Linked DNA regions of Mus musculus: region 2 is linked to region 1. A link is a contact called in public HiChIP or PLAC-seq data. All regions are on one chromosome and are shown on one strand. Each heading gives the region's core, a stretch centred on a gene start, on an enhancer-like site or on the middle of the called end of the contact. The rest is flanking DNA. Distances are from core to core; before and after follow the strand shown.

What was found. HiChIP or PLAC-seq counts read pairs in DNA pulled down with a chosen protein or histone mark.
Region 2: a contact with region 1 is called in a FOXA1 HiChIP or PLAC-seq map of pancreatic cancer cells. The contact joins two enhancer-like sites. A contact is called at or near these places in 2 of 115 datasets of contacts at active chromatin or transcription factors (embryonic fibroblasts and pancreatic cancer cells) and 2 of 9 other capture datasets (adipose tissue and pancreatic islet).

Annotation. Positions count from the first base shown.
Region 1 is chr5:5,176,317-5,183,093 of GRCm38.p6, reverse strand. The region is part of intron 5 of Cdk14 (cyclin-dependent kinase 14); the gene reads left to right. Among named protein-coding and RNA genes, the nearest start is that of Gm30151, 190 kb to the left of the region's middle. Within about 2 kb of position 2,448, at least 80 of the 459 cell types and tissues checked have an H3K27ac peak or open chromatin away from gene starts, as enhancers often do. A contact at or near this core is called in adipose tissue, embryonic fibroblasts and pancreatic cancer cells, where this site is marked.
Region 2 is chr5:5,341,465-5,348,241 of GRCm38.p6, reverse strand. The region is part of intron 2 of Cdk14 (cyclin-dependent kinase 14); the gene reads left to right. Among named protein-coding and RNA genes, the nearest start is that of Gm30151, 26 kb to the left of the region's middle. Within about 2 kb of position 4,296, at least 204 of the 459 cell types and tissues checked have an H3K27ac peak or open chromatin away from gene starts, as enhancers often do. A contact at or near this core is called in adipose tissue, embryonic fibroblasts and pancreatic cancer cells, where this site is marked.

The DNA.
Region 1 (6,777 bases), core at 1,199-3,698:
GATAAGTCAGTGTTTGGGAGAAAAGCTGAGCCTGGAACATACATTTTAGAAAAGAAATATGATCTCAACTTAAAATCTAAGCTTTTTCTCTAAGCGTATTGGAAAAGAGCATCACATTTATTTATTTATTTCCCCAAAACAGAGGGAGAATAATAACCACAGTGGAATCAGTGAAATAGAGAACGGAAATGCAGTAGAGAAGACAGTTAAACAGAAAGCTGATGTTTTTTTTTTGTTTGTTTTTGCTGTGCGAATATTAATACATTTTTACCTGACTGACCAAGATGAACAAGGTATGAGTTACTATACCACCAATGAGCAAACATAACTATTGACTTTAGAGGAATCATTGGTCTTTATAGGGCTATTATGAGCCACTTAATGCTAACAAATTAGACAGTTGATCTTAAGTGGACAAGAAGTAGTTTTTACAAAAATTGTTACTCTTGACAATTAGATGTTTGAATGCAAAACAGATCAATACTCACCTTGCAACCAATACCAATTTCAATACTAAGTTTGTGTATTCAATATAAAAAGTTTAGAATCTCTGGACACAGACCTGCTGGGAAGCCTTGTGATTTCAGATTAGAGATTAGCCAAATTTATGGAAGATGACAGTTTATCAATTGAAGTTGTGGTCCCTGAACACAGATCTATGAAAACTAAGAGACAAGTCACAAATCAGAAGAAAATATTGCCAAGTAATGTGTTTGATAAAGGATTAATTTTTCAAACTTATAAAAGATGACCAAGTTAAATAATGAGAAAACTCATATGTTGCAAACTGGATTATAAGATTATAGGCACAAAGCCTGTTGTAGAGTAAGGTGGAAACCATTGGCAAGTCAGGATCTTTTGGGACATCTGTCTCCTTAGATGCTGAGATCACAAGTTTCCATCTCCAGGGGCTGTCAGTTTTTGACAAAGAGCTATAATCATAACATACTGTTTGTTCAATACAAGAAAGTAACTCAATATGAGAAAAAAATCATTATATAACTTGTACAACTAAGAAGCTGATTGTATGTGGCAAATGACAGGTTGAATTTTTATGGCTGGCTAGGGGAGAAGCAGCTGGTGGAGGAATGTACTGGCAAAGGAATGAATGTACCTGCTTTTTCTAGCCTGTCCCTACCCCAGACCATCAACTCTACTCGAGTCACCTTTTAAAGACCGCATTAAACACTGCCTCTTCTCTGACATCCTGTAGCCTTTAATAGTGATATTCCCTTTCCTCTTCTTTCTTTTTTGTTCTTTGCAAGTATTACATGCTTGTACACTTATATTCCCGTGCTTAACTACATTAAGCTTTCTGGACAGATATGCTCATCTATGACCTATTGGTACCTTAGAGGCTGTGGTATGGAACAAGAACAGACTCCTTAGATACCTGCGTTCCCCTACTGTTATGAAAATGGAGCTAATGCAGAGACTAGGTAGTGAGTTAATAGATTTTAAGCAGCAACTAATTGGGCCACGATTGTTTCAGAATTAAGAGTGGAAGGAACCATGGTTATAGTCATACGTTGTGGTCTGAGAAATGAACAGAGGAGAGTTGTTGCTAAGTAGCTAGCTGAAGTAGAAATACTCTCCCTGCCACCCAACCCCACCAGTTTGCCTGCTGAGAGGGAGTTCTACCTTCTGAGTGGGTATGGAGGCTGCTCAGAAATTTTCTAATTGCAAACACTGCCTATCCTGTGTTCACCACAAGTCTCTTCTGCTGTGAACTGGAGTCTTGTCCTGATCAACATTTGTTTCTATGGTTACTTTTCATTTTCTTAAATTACCATTGTGTTTGGGACCTATATGGAAGCATTAAGGAAGAGGAAGATAGAACTAGGTATTGAATGCATCCATTTTGGGAGCATCAGCAAGTAAGGAGAGCATAAGTTGATAGGCCATTGTGAGAGTTGTATGGTCAAAGGTATTAAGCTCATGCTATGCTATACTAAACCTGAAGGGGTAGACATCTTGCCCCTGAAGGGTTTAATCCTAGTTTGTAAGGTCTGGGAAGAGCGCAAGGGATCATGTAATCTGGTCCTATCATTTACAGAAGATCAACTGAGTTGTAGGGAGGAGTGTTAGAATGATCAAGATCAGTAGAGCTCAGACCTGAGGCAAAGTCCTATGAGTCGTCAATGTGGAGGAGACAGAGGCCTGGTGGTGACTCAGCTCCTTAGAATGCTGGCCTCACCTCAGAATTGGATCCCATCTTCCTGTGGAGTAACCAGAAAAGTAAACCATTCAGATTTCTCTGCATTGCTCATATTCTTGTGACATTTTAGAATGCAATGGATCTCTTCTTAAAACCATTGAATAATTCCTATCTTGATTTGTTTTTTAAAAAATCTTAATTAATAGCACATGTGAGAGAAATGCACTATATAGTATATTGTGGGAAAAGTTCAGAAGGACAAATAAAAGGAAACTTGAGTATGGGATATTTATATTTTTTGGATACTTGCCAGCTCAGTCAGTTCTCTGGGTATACCCAAGAGCATTGAGTTGATAGTAGTACTTAAAAAAAAAAAAAAAAAAAAAAACCAAAACCCTAACATTTTGAACAGGACCCAAGAAAAAGAATTAAAGGAAATACTCAGCAAAAGCTTGGCAATTGTCCTGTTATCTGTGAGCCTTTGTGTGTGTGTGTGTGTGTGTGTGTGTGTGTGTGTGTGTGTGTGTGTGTGTGTGTGTAGCTTAGGGCCATGTGGGCAGGCTCCAGCAGTAGGGGAAGTATCAGCCTTAAGGGAAGCTTGCTGGCCACCCTTTGAGCCACATTCACAAAACAAATCAATGCAATTACTTTCTTGTAACCTAAAAAAGAATAAACACTCTTTGTAGGATAAGTCCAAGGGCTTGAACAGTCTCAGACTGTCACCTTAAGTTAGCTTTTGCACTGTATTTCATCTATGAAGTATAAAAAGCCACATACTGCCCTCCAATGACACATAAAGCTTCTACCCACAACTCTACACAGAACATCTACAATATTTCACAGTACTTACAGATTCACCTATGTGCTTCATGAAGTCCCAAAGCAGTATAAAAGTTTATCAAGTCATTAAAACGGCATGCCCATGTTTTCCTCATTATATCTTCCTTCAAATACAGAAGTACACACAGTATTATAGCAGCAAATAAAAGATTGGATGACAAATTGTGCTTGTTTATGTATATAAAATTGCTATTTGCTCTTTGTAGGTTTAAATTTTTGTTCAAAACACTTTTAGATTAAGGATATGCTTAAAGAATGAAGGATATCATATTAAATACTGAAACTTCAATAATGCTAATTTTTCCAAAATCATCCTAAATTTTTATGTCAAAGGAATACATAAAATTTATTGTTACTTTCTTGATCAGAATGTTTCTGTGACTTGAATAGTTTATATAAATATAAAAGATCCCAAGTAGAGTTGAATTTGACTGCTCCAATTGCTCTGTTGCTGTCTTGGCCAGGAGCTGCAGACCAACATACCAACATCAGCGCCAGTTTAATACATGCAGCCCTCTCTACAGGTTCAGGAATGTTAGAAAACAAACAAGGCTTGCCTGGTAGGAGTTCACTCATCACCAATTAAATATTGAGAAAATGAACTAGCTAATATTAAGAATTGTACTATTTCATAAAGCAATTAATATGGCAGAACTTATTGTCCTCATAGTGGAATAATTTGTGCAAAAGAAATTTGAGAGCTAATCTGTACCTAACATGGAAAGACAAGACAGGACAACTGCTATATTATAATTTTTTCTCATTTTTCTCGTGTGTGCTTCAGTCTTTTCCAAGTTAAAGTCCACTCCTGGTTTAGGTGTAACTTGGGCACCATACTTTTAGATAGTTCTTAATTCCTGCCTTAGTGATAATATGTAATAACAGTCCATACAGTTCTAATTTTTATCGTAGTGTGTATGTACGTGCACATTCATACATCCAGTCTCTCCCTGAAAGTGGGAGGCTTATTTTAGAGGACTCATTCTTTGTAAGCACACTCTGTGTCTTGCATTTACCTGCTGAAATACATGTCTTATAAAAATCTCAGAGAAATAAACATGAGGGTAACCTTCCAGTTGTGTGGGCCCCATTAAATCCAATCATAGTCCTTAAAGAAGAGCGAGAAGGTATTTTACAATATTTTGAATGGTTACTTAAATTATGTATATTAATTTAGAATTCCGACTTTTTGAAGACTGTCACTTTTATGAGGCAATTTGTTGACCTCCATCCATAGGAAGAGGAACATTTTCATGCTGGACATTTGTCCGTTTGCAGATGCGATGATTTTCATAAAAGGACAATAATACACTACAGTAAGACAAACACAACAATTCCAGCATAAAGACCAATGTATTATGGAATTTTATAAGTAAAATGAGAATATTTCAGTGGAAGGTTATAAAAAATGATGACCTTCCCAATTCCTTGAATGTTCTTAACTTGTTGAATTTGAACCATTTGCCCCTGTCACTTGCAGTTGTTTATTCCTGGGGAAGCCACTAATGTCACTGGCAAACGTTCCTTCAGGCACCTTTCCCTCAGGCTCTCAGGGTCACTAAGGTTCAGATAAACAGTGGATACCTTGGAGAACTAGGATGACCTTTAAGGGATAACAGGGCAGTCAGCATTCTTCTTTGCTAGGTGGCCCCCCTAAGTCTTCTTCTCGGTGGTTGGCATCTTCGACCATTCAGGAATCTATTGTCTTTGACTGGCTTCACTTTCTAATGAACATGAATTAGCCTCGCAGGATCTCCCCTTACCTTTTTGTGATGATTTTTCCAATTCTCTTTGTGCCGACTTCCCCATTCTTTGATAAGTTCCCAATCCATATCTCCACCTTTACTCTCAGCACTGAATTTCATTCACAAATATAAAAACATAATGATGGTTGAAAGAAGGAAGACCACAGAAGAACACATGATTTTTACAAACTACCAGGAGACACTCCTCTATGGCATTTAAATCATTCTAACTCAGGAATAATGTTTAGAGGGAATTATACAAGGACTTCTAAAGTGCTAGGAATCTTTTCTTTATCTGATCAGCAGAAAAGAGTGCAGAGGCTTGTGTTAACCTGATCTCATTTCTAGCCTGTGCCCTGGCACTTAGTAGGACTGTGTAGTTGGGGAGATTATCTATCCTGTCCTGTGTGAGGTTCCCGTGAAGGCTGGACAAGTTCCATGCCCAGTGATGGTCACTACTCTTGTAATGTGAGCTTGGGACTGAAAAATCATTCTTCCAGACTGTCATTTCAAATACTCGGTGCCATGTTGTAGATGCCACTTAGTAAGTGCCCCCCACCCCGTGGGAAGTAAAAAATAAATAGGAACCATTTCTTGCTCATAAAACAAAAACAAGATTTTGTGAAATAACTAAAAACATTTTCATATGTGTTGCCAGGAAGTCCAAGACTGTGTAGTTGTAATTGGTCCCCACAGACTCATGTTTGAGTGCTTGGCCCTCTGTGAGTGGCACTGTATGGAGGTATGGCCTTGTTGGAGTAGGTTTGGCCTTACTGGAGGAAGCATGCCATTGTGGGAGCAGGCTTTGAGGTCTTCTATGCTAAAGCTCCAACAGTGTGGGATACAGTCCCTTTAGCTGCCTTTGGATTAAGAGCTAGAACTTTTGGCTCCTCCAGCAATGGGCCTGCCTGTATGGTGCCTTGCTTCTCACTCTGAGGATAAAGGATTGAACCTCTGAAACTGTAAGCCAGCCCCAGTTAAATGCTTTCCTTTAGACACATCACAGCAATGGAAAGCCTAACTAAGACTAAGACCTTTTGTAAATATAAAGGAACCTTAGGAAACAAAGATTCTTGTGATCTGTGTCAGGAAGTGAGGGCCTATTCTGGCAGATAGAGTTTTAGAAAATTCAGTGTCAGGGTAATACACAATATTGCCTCTGCAATGATTATAAGCCAGGTGTTTGACTTCCTACTTTGGATTCATTACTTCAGCAGACTCACATAGCTGCCCTGTGAGATGCATCTACTGGCATTATCCCCAGTATACATGAGGAAAACCAAGCTCTTAGGGAAAGGATATAACTTGCCAAGAACCATGTAATTCCTGAAAGGTTGGGTAGGGGTCTGTCCAAAGCCCCTGTCTGAGTTGGAATGGTCTTGGTAGGGGATGTTGCCAAAATAGTTTTGCAAACAATACTCTTAGGGGAGGTGTGAGTCAGTAAGTCTAATGCTGCTCTCCTTCAGTACAACAGCATAGTATCCTTTAGTAAAGGTCACACTGTATAGTATAAGGAACGGGACTGTGGACTGAGAGAACTGGAGTCAAATGGTGTGCTAGCAAGCAGTTCCTCTACACTGCTGAGCGTCTGAATCCTTCACAAGGAGGTGGCTCTTTCTGTGCCATTGATGCTAACGGGGGTGTGGGTTATGAACTTCTCTAAGTAGATACTAAGAAAGTAAATTGTTTTTTATTAATAGTGTATTAATAGCCATGATGATAAATAATCTTCTAGTACTATCATAATACTTACACGGTCACACAGGGATTAAGGATATTGCCCTTTACTAGCAATATTTCTAATACTTGCTGATTATGTTTTTTGGTAGATCCACAGTTCATATTCTTTCTCGCTGAAAGAAGCAAATAAATTGTCATCAGGAAATTGTAGAAGGCTACCGTTAATTGTACTCTACACGATGCCAGAGTTCTGGCTTCAGCTTATGTCATGGATGCATTAACATGTAAATTACTGCAGGACTCATAAGGAAAGGCATTATGTCCATAACTACAACTCGCCTGCACAGTCGATGG
Region 2 (6,777 bases), core at 3,047-5,546, 160 kb before region 1:
TAAATCAATCCTGAATATTGAAAGAACTGGTGGAGGTATCACCAACTCCCAAACTCAAATCATACTACAGAGCTATAGTAATAAAAACAGCATGGTATTGGCACAAAACCAGGTATGTTGACCAATGGAATTGATTTGAAGACCCAGACATAAAGCCATATATGTATGGACACCTGATTTTTGATAATGAAGCCAGAAAGACACACTTGATAAAAGGCAGCATCTTTAACAAATTGTGGTGGTCAACCTGGCTAACTGCACATAGAAGAATCCAAATAGATCTATATTTACCATCCTGCACAAAACTTAACCTCTAATGGATTGAAGACCTCAGCATGAGGACATATACACCGAATCTGACAGAAGAAAAAGTGGGGAACAACCTTAAAATCCTTGACACAGAAAAAGACTTTCTGAACAGAGCCCCCATAGCACAGGCATTATGATCAGCAGCTAATAAATGGGGCCTCACAAAACTGAAAAGCTTCTGTATAACAAAGGATTTCAAAATTCAGACAGAGTGGCAGCCAGCAGAATGGGAAAAGATTTTTACCAACTCCATGTATAGTAGAGGGCTTATATCTAGAATGTATAAAAGACTAAAAAACAGAAACAAAATGTGGACATTAAGAAAACAAATAACCCGATTAAAAATGAGGTACAGATATAAATTGTATTTATTGAGAACCGAGGGAATTCTCAATAGAGGAAACTCAAATGGCTGAGAAGCACTTAGAAATGTTCAACATTCTTTTTTTTCTTTTTTCTTTTTTTTTTTTTCTTTTTTTTTTTTCTGAGACAGGGTTTCTCTGTATACCCCTGGCTGTCCTGGAACTCACTCTGTAGACCAAGCTGACATTCAACTTAGAAATATGCCTGCCTCTGCCTCCTAAGTGTTGGGATTAAAGGCGTGCGCCACCAGTCAACATTCTTAATCATCAGCAAATCATCATAAGCAAATCAAAATAACTCTGAGACTCTGTTTTACCATTGTCAAAATGCCCAAGATCAATAAAACAAATGGTGCGTTATGCTGGGAGGCTGTGGACGTAGGGGAACGCTCGTCTATGGAGGCGAGAAAGCCAGTGTTTGTGACTCTGTATCTGTCTGTGTTCCTTGTGCTTTTTCTTTGACTTTTTGTTTTTCCTGTTCATTTATTTGTTTTGTCCTATTCAGGTTACTTTGTTGCTTGTATTTTGTATCATTTTATTATTGTTTTTAAAGTATTTAAATTCCTGTTTTCTAGTAAGAGAGAGCAAGAAAGGGTGTAGATTTGGGTTGATTCAGAAGTGGGGAGGATCAGGGGAGGAGTTGAGGCTGGGAATCACAATTAGAATACATTAGATGAAAAATCTATTTTCAATAATAAATGCTTTATTACAATTTCATATTCAATTTTCATTAAAGTTTGTGAGGCACTCTAAGCAGGATAAAGTTTGGCATTCTTTTATATATCTCTATTTCTTATGTTGTGAGAAAAACCTTAGTAATGCTTGGCATGGTGGCACAAGTCTTTAATCCTAGCACTTGGGAGGCAGAGGAGGGCAGATCTCTGATTTTGATGACAGTGTGGTCTACAAAGTGAGTTCTAAGACAGCCAGGGATACACAGAGAAATCCTGTCTCAAAAAAGCCGAAAGACCAACCATCTAACCAACGAACAAAAAACCCCAAAACTCAAAGCCAAACCAGACGAAATAAGAGAAGTGAACAAACAAACAACCCAGACAAAACCCAACAAAACAACAACAAAGACTGGAAGCATCAAAGATCAAATTATGAAGATCATGTAGAGTTTATGTAACACCTTGTCCCTTTATAGCTGAACAGGTTAGACCTCTGATGAGTAAATCTTTCTTTCAATTTTACTTTAAGCCAAAGTCTTCTTTCTTATGAACGCTTTTAATTTATAAGGAGACAAAATTATATCCCGTGCTTGCTTTTGTATCTAGAAGAATATGCAAAGAAGGAAAAGAAGTATAGAGTTTTTGGATCAGGCATCAGTGGTTCCTTGTTAATCTGGAATATGGTTCCCTTCCTGGATATGGCAATGCGGCTGTCTCTTATCTTGGAATACACATAGTAGGTCTCTTCCGTATGGCCTATTTACTCAGCACGTGCTCAGCACTAATCCTCAGGTGGATACTTTCCCCCTAGACATCTATTTAGTGTAAGGTTTAAAGACGTAGATGTACACCATAGTTTTTTTTTTTTTTTAAAACATCTTATAAGGTGAGAACATATGGAGTTTAGGTTTATCTGTTTTGACCTTAAAACTGATACCCATCAGCCCTTCTTCAGAGGATCCCAGGGAAGGAAACTTGCTGGATTCCCCCTTGTTTAAGCTCTTAGCTTCACAGAAAGCAGGTCATTGGCTGGAAGACAAAGAAGCAGAGAGCATCAGGGTCATTCCTTTGGGGAAGTCGTTCTCCACTTTATCTTGGGGGCCAGAGATTGGTTTAGGACATGTGAGGGATCGGGTCTCTTAATGTCCCCCAGAAAAGCCACTGTACTACCGTTCCATCTGACCTTGGATGAGTCCTGGGGAATTTTGTTTTTGGTGCCAGTCAAACTTAACAAACACCAAATGGGTCTGGCCAGAAAAATGAACCAAAGAAGCACTGTTACCTGCAAACCATCCTTAGGGTAGATCAGCCAAGTGACAGACTGGGACACTGATCTTATCACCATGCTTCAGGAAAGTTAGTAGTAAAGAAACATACACACAGCTTCACGTGGTGATCCTTAGCAGCCTGAGGAGCCCCCCCTAAACTGTTGGGGCCTTGACTCAGGCCAAACAGGGATTGGAATTTGTGGCTTCAATTGAAGGAATTTTAGAACTGGCTTTTATAATGAAGATATTTTAATGTAGGCTTAAGCCCGAGGGTTAAGGAAAAAGAGGACACATGCAGGTATGAGCGTATATTCCCAAGGGGAAGTGGCCTTCACAGATGGAACGTTTTAACATAGCATGGACTTTATGTTAAATTATTTATCTTATTTATAAAAAAAGAAATGCAGGATTATGTATTTGGGGAAGAGTGTCAGCAGACAAAGGCCAGATGTAAATAAATCAAAATGTTTTGAAGGCAAACAAAACAGAGACAAAACAAAGCAAAGCCCAAAATGCTTTCAATAGTTTTCAGATGAGCAAAAGCTGAAGACAAACCCAAACAACCAGAATCCAAAATGCCTTCAGAGGTATGAAAACAAGTAGAAAATCAAGCCAGATGTCTAGACCAAAATGTTCCCGAAGCCACACAAGCAAAATAGACACCTTAAATCAAACACTCTGGAGAGAAAGTAAGCCCTAAACAGCATCTACCAAATAGCATCCTTAAACAACCATACTGGGCTAAACAAATTCGTCATCAGCCACGCCCCAGGGAGATAAGGATTGTGCCTGGTGGCTCCGTGCCTGTTCCTTACTTGCATGAAGGAGGCTTCTCTAGTGAAAAGTGAGTTATTCTCCTAGCCCCACATTGGGTGCCATTATTATTGACATAATGTAACTCGTATCTCAGTGAGACTAAGAGAACATTCTGGAGCCAAATATGAGTGTCTGAGTGACTGTCCAGTATAGAAACCAAACCAAAATAAAACAAAATAGTACAAAGAATGCCAGCTATCAGGACACTGATACAGATATCAAATACAGTAGTGGAACATCAGAGAGACAGGTTACACCAAGATGGAGAAATCACTACCATTTGCCTCAGATCCTATTAGCTTTGGGGTTGGTGGAAACTAATGGTCGGCCAAAATAGTATGTTCCAAAGGGAAACTAGTGCTCTGCTGTAAGTTGGAACTTTCTGTGTGATGCTTGCAAAGCCCTTAGGTTAGGGACAGAGGACTGTAATACAAGGCTCCGAGAGGCTGAGAGGGCTAAAGATGCTTCATATCTGGACTTGGAGTGTTCCAGACTCAGCGGAGCATTGCAGCTCTGAGCAGCTGGGCAGGCACATGGAGGGTTCTTTTGAAAGTCTACGTACTTTTTGGATTTTTTTTTATCCCAAAAAGCTCAGTAACATGTTTTTTAAAAATGATAGTTTTTCCCCTTGATATTATAAAGTCAGTGATAAGCTGAGCAATTTACCCTGAAAGGACTGAGTTAGCCAGAGCCAGGCTGACTCCATGAGAGGCTGCAAACTGGTAGTCTGGGAGACTAGGCCTAAGTTTTCTGTTTCCTGGATATGAGAACCTGGATCCAGGAACCTGTGGTCAGCCAACCACTACTGTGGGCAGCCAAACCAAGGATTCCTTGCTACCCTGGAAAGTCCCCAGAGTCCTAACCAATCACAAAGGCTCCACAGCCCTGAAGACAGAGCCAACCACTCAAGGGAAAGAGAAGCAAAAGTCACCCACTCCTACGCTGACAGGCTTTAAACTGACCCTGCAAAGCATACACCCAGAGAGTCTCCATTGGTAAATGGGGAGACCCCCTGCGTGCAGGAAATCCTTTATTTGAGTCTGGGGTATCATTCCCCAGCAAAGCATGGACCCTTACAATCCATCTAGACAAGGGCATTTACTCTGCCCTGTGTTCTGGACTCATGACTCCAAGTTCTTAGGTTTCCATTGTTGTAAACTGTATTTCCTAATCTTTGAGCTGTTTAAAGCTCTAACAGTTCAAGCAGTGGAGGGAGTGTTGGCCTTTTGGCTAAGAGGAAACAACCTGACAGAGTTCCAAAGTAGGACAAAGTTTGGTCGTCACAAGCAGCCCTTAGGGAGGAGGCTTTGCAGCAGCTGTGGATTCAGGCCTGTGATCAGGCTCCTCACTCTGTGACTACAACACAGTAGCTGAGTCACCCTGAGCCCCAGTGTGTCCTCCTGTGTGGTAGCTGCCAGGCCTCCCAGTACCTTGAGCCAGGGTGGTATGTGTGACCTGCCTGGGGCCGCCAGGCTCCAAAGCTCCTCAAGAGTGAGGGAAATATCTAGTGTATGTATTAATATAAAATACCTGGTGTGTAAATTAAGGCCTCAGTGTCTTAGCTTTTTTCTTCTTCCGTATAGACATTTGAGGCTAGTCTAAAGAAAATAATTGAAAAATGACTAGACTATCATATTTTACTATTTGCAAAAGATTTAATTCATATACCAACTGGCCTTTTACACCTTGGATATTTTTGTCCTGTTAATCACTTACAACAATGTCTTAAGTCTCGGAAATTCATTACAAGCCTCTATAAGAGAGAAGGCTTTGTGACAAAAGCCAGCTGCCCAGACATTTCCCCTCTCCTCACCCATCCCCCAGCAGGCTGCTGAAGCAGTGTGTTGGCATGGCTCCAGATTTCCTGAGTGACAGAATTGTTCCCAGGCCAGGAATGAGAGGAAGATGGCTCCAGCTACTTTGCTGGCTTCTGATGGAAGCCTTTCAAACTGACTCAGATCCAGCACTTTCTAACCGTTGGGAGCGCTGCTTTCAATCTGGAACGCAGAAGTCTTACAGTTAAGCATGGTTCCCGAGTCTACTTTTCAATTTTAGGAAATCCCTTTTTTGGGGTGTGTATGGCAGGGGGTACCACGAAACACTGTGAGTTGCTTGTAAGCTACCGTCCCACTTGTACAAACAAATACCATTGATTTTGATCTCTGCCTGTGTTTCCCACCTGGAGCTGCGCCCAGGATCTGAGCCTCAGTTACTGACTTTTTTTTATTGTATTCTGAGAGGGGAAAGTGTATCCACTGAAAGGCCGGGAATGATTGACTATTGTCCGTGGAATTTGTTTATCTTTTCCAAGCCTACATTCCTAGACTGTGAGAGAACTGGGCATCCCTGTGAGTGCACTTGGGCCTTGTTAGCCCCCCTCTCTTGGCATCGTTTTTAATAAAGGCTTTCTCCTTTGGGAATGAATTCAGGGATTTAGGGATAACCCCCACCCCCCAACGTTTCTCAAAGGCTGTGTCACTTAGCACTTATTAAAATAAGTGTTGAGATAATTCTAATGCGCTCCCAGGCCATCACTGTCAACTAGAAGTACAGTGTAAGTGACATTTCTTCCTATCAGTCTAATTTTAAAAGAGGGAAACATAAATTTATCTTGCCTTCACCCCCAGTGGTTGTGATCAGCCTTGATGTCACGCGTATGCCCATATCTCAGCAATGTGCTTAGCCCCGTCTATCCCTAACTCTAAATATCAAAAGCAGAGTAATCAGGGCAGAAAATGAAGGTAGGAATCAGTTTTGGAATGTTTTCTCATTTCATTTCTGTTTTCAAAAATTTACTGGAAGTCTGGTTCTTACAACCATGCAGGTGGCTAGTGGCTATCACCTGGCCCACATAAATCCAGGCCGAGACTCTTGTTACTTTCCTATCAGAGGGTTCGCGGTAGAGTCATGAGGGTGAACACGAATGCCCACAGAAATGTAGAGAGACTTTTAACTCGTGATAAAAGATCCCTGTGTAGGGCTTCCTATGTAGCCCGTGTGAGGGCATCTGAGATAGGCTGGCCTTGTTGGACTGATAGAGTGTGCTGTCTACAGTGAGCTTGGCAGGAAGGACGAGAGCCAGCACTTAGCACGCTCCCTGCTGCATTTGCTCACTTGGAAGCCCTGGCATCTGTTGAAAACTGTGAATTGGTTTTTGTTTGTGATTAGTCCTTGGTTTTATTTTTCTACCCAACTATTTTTCAAGGTCATGTAGTTTAGTGAGACAGGGCTGGGTTTTGATACTAGCTCCACGCTTCATGTTTCAAGTTACACTGTGTTTTTACCAGGTCCTTCAATTATGAAAATGATTATGAGTGCTGAAGGCCGTCACTGAGACGTCAGTGTAGG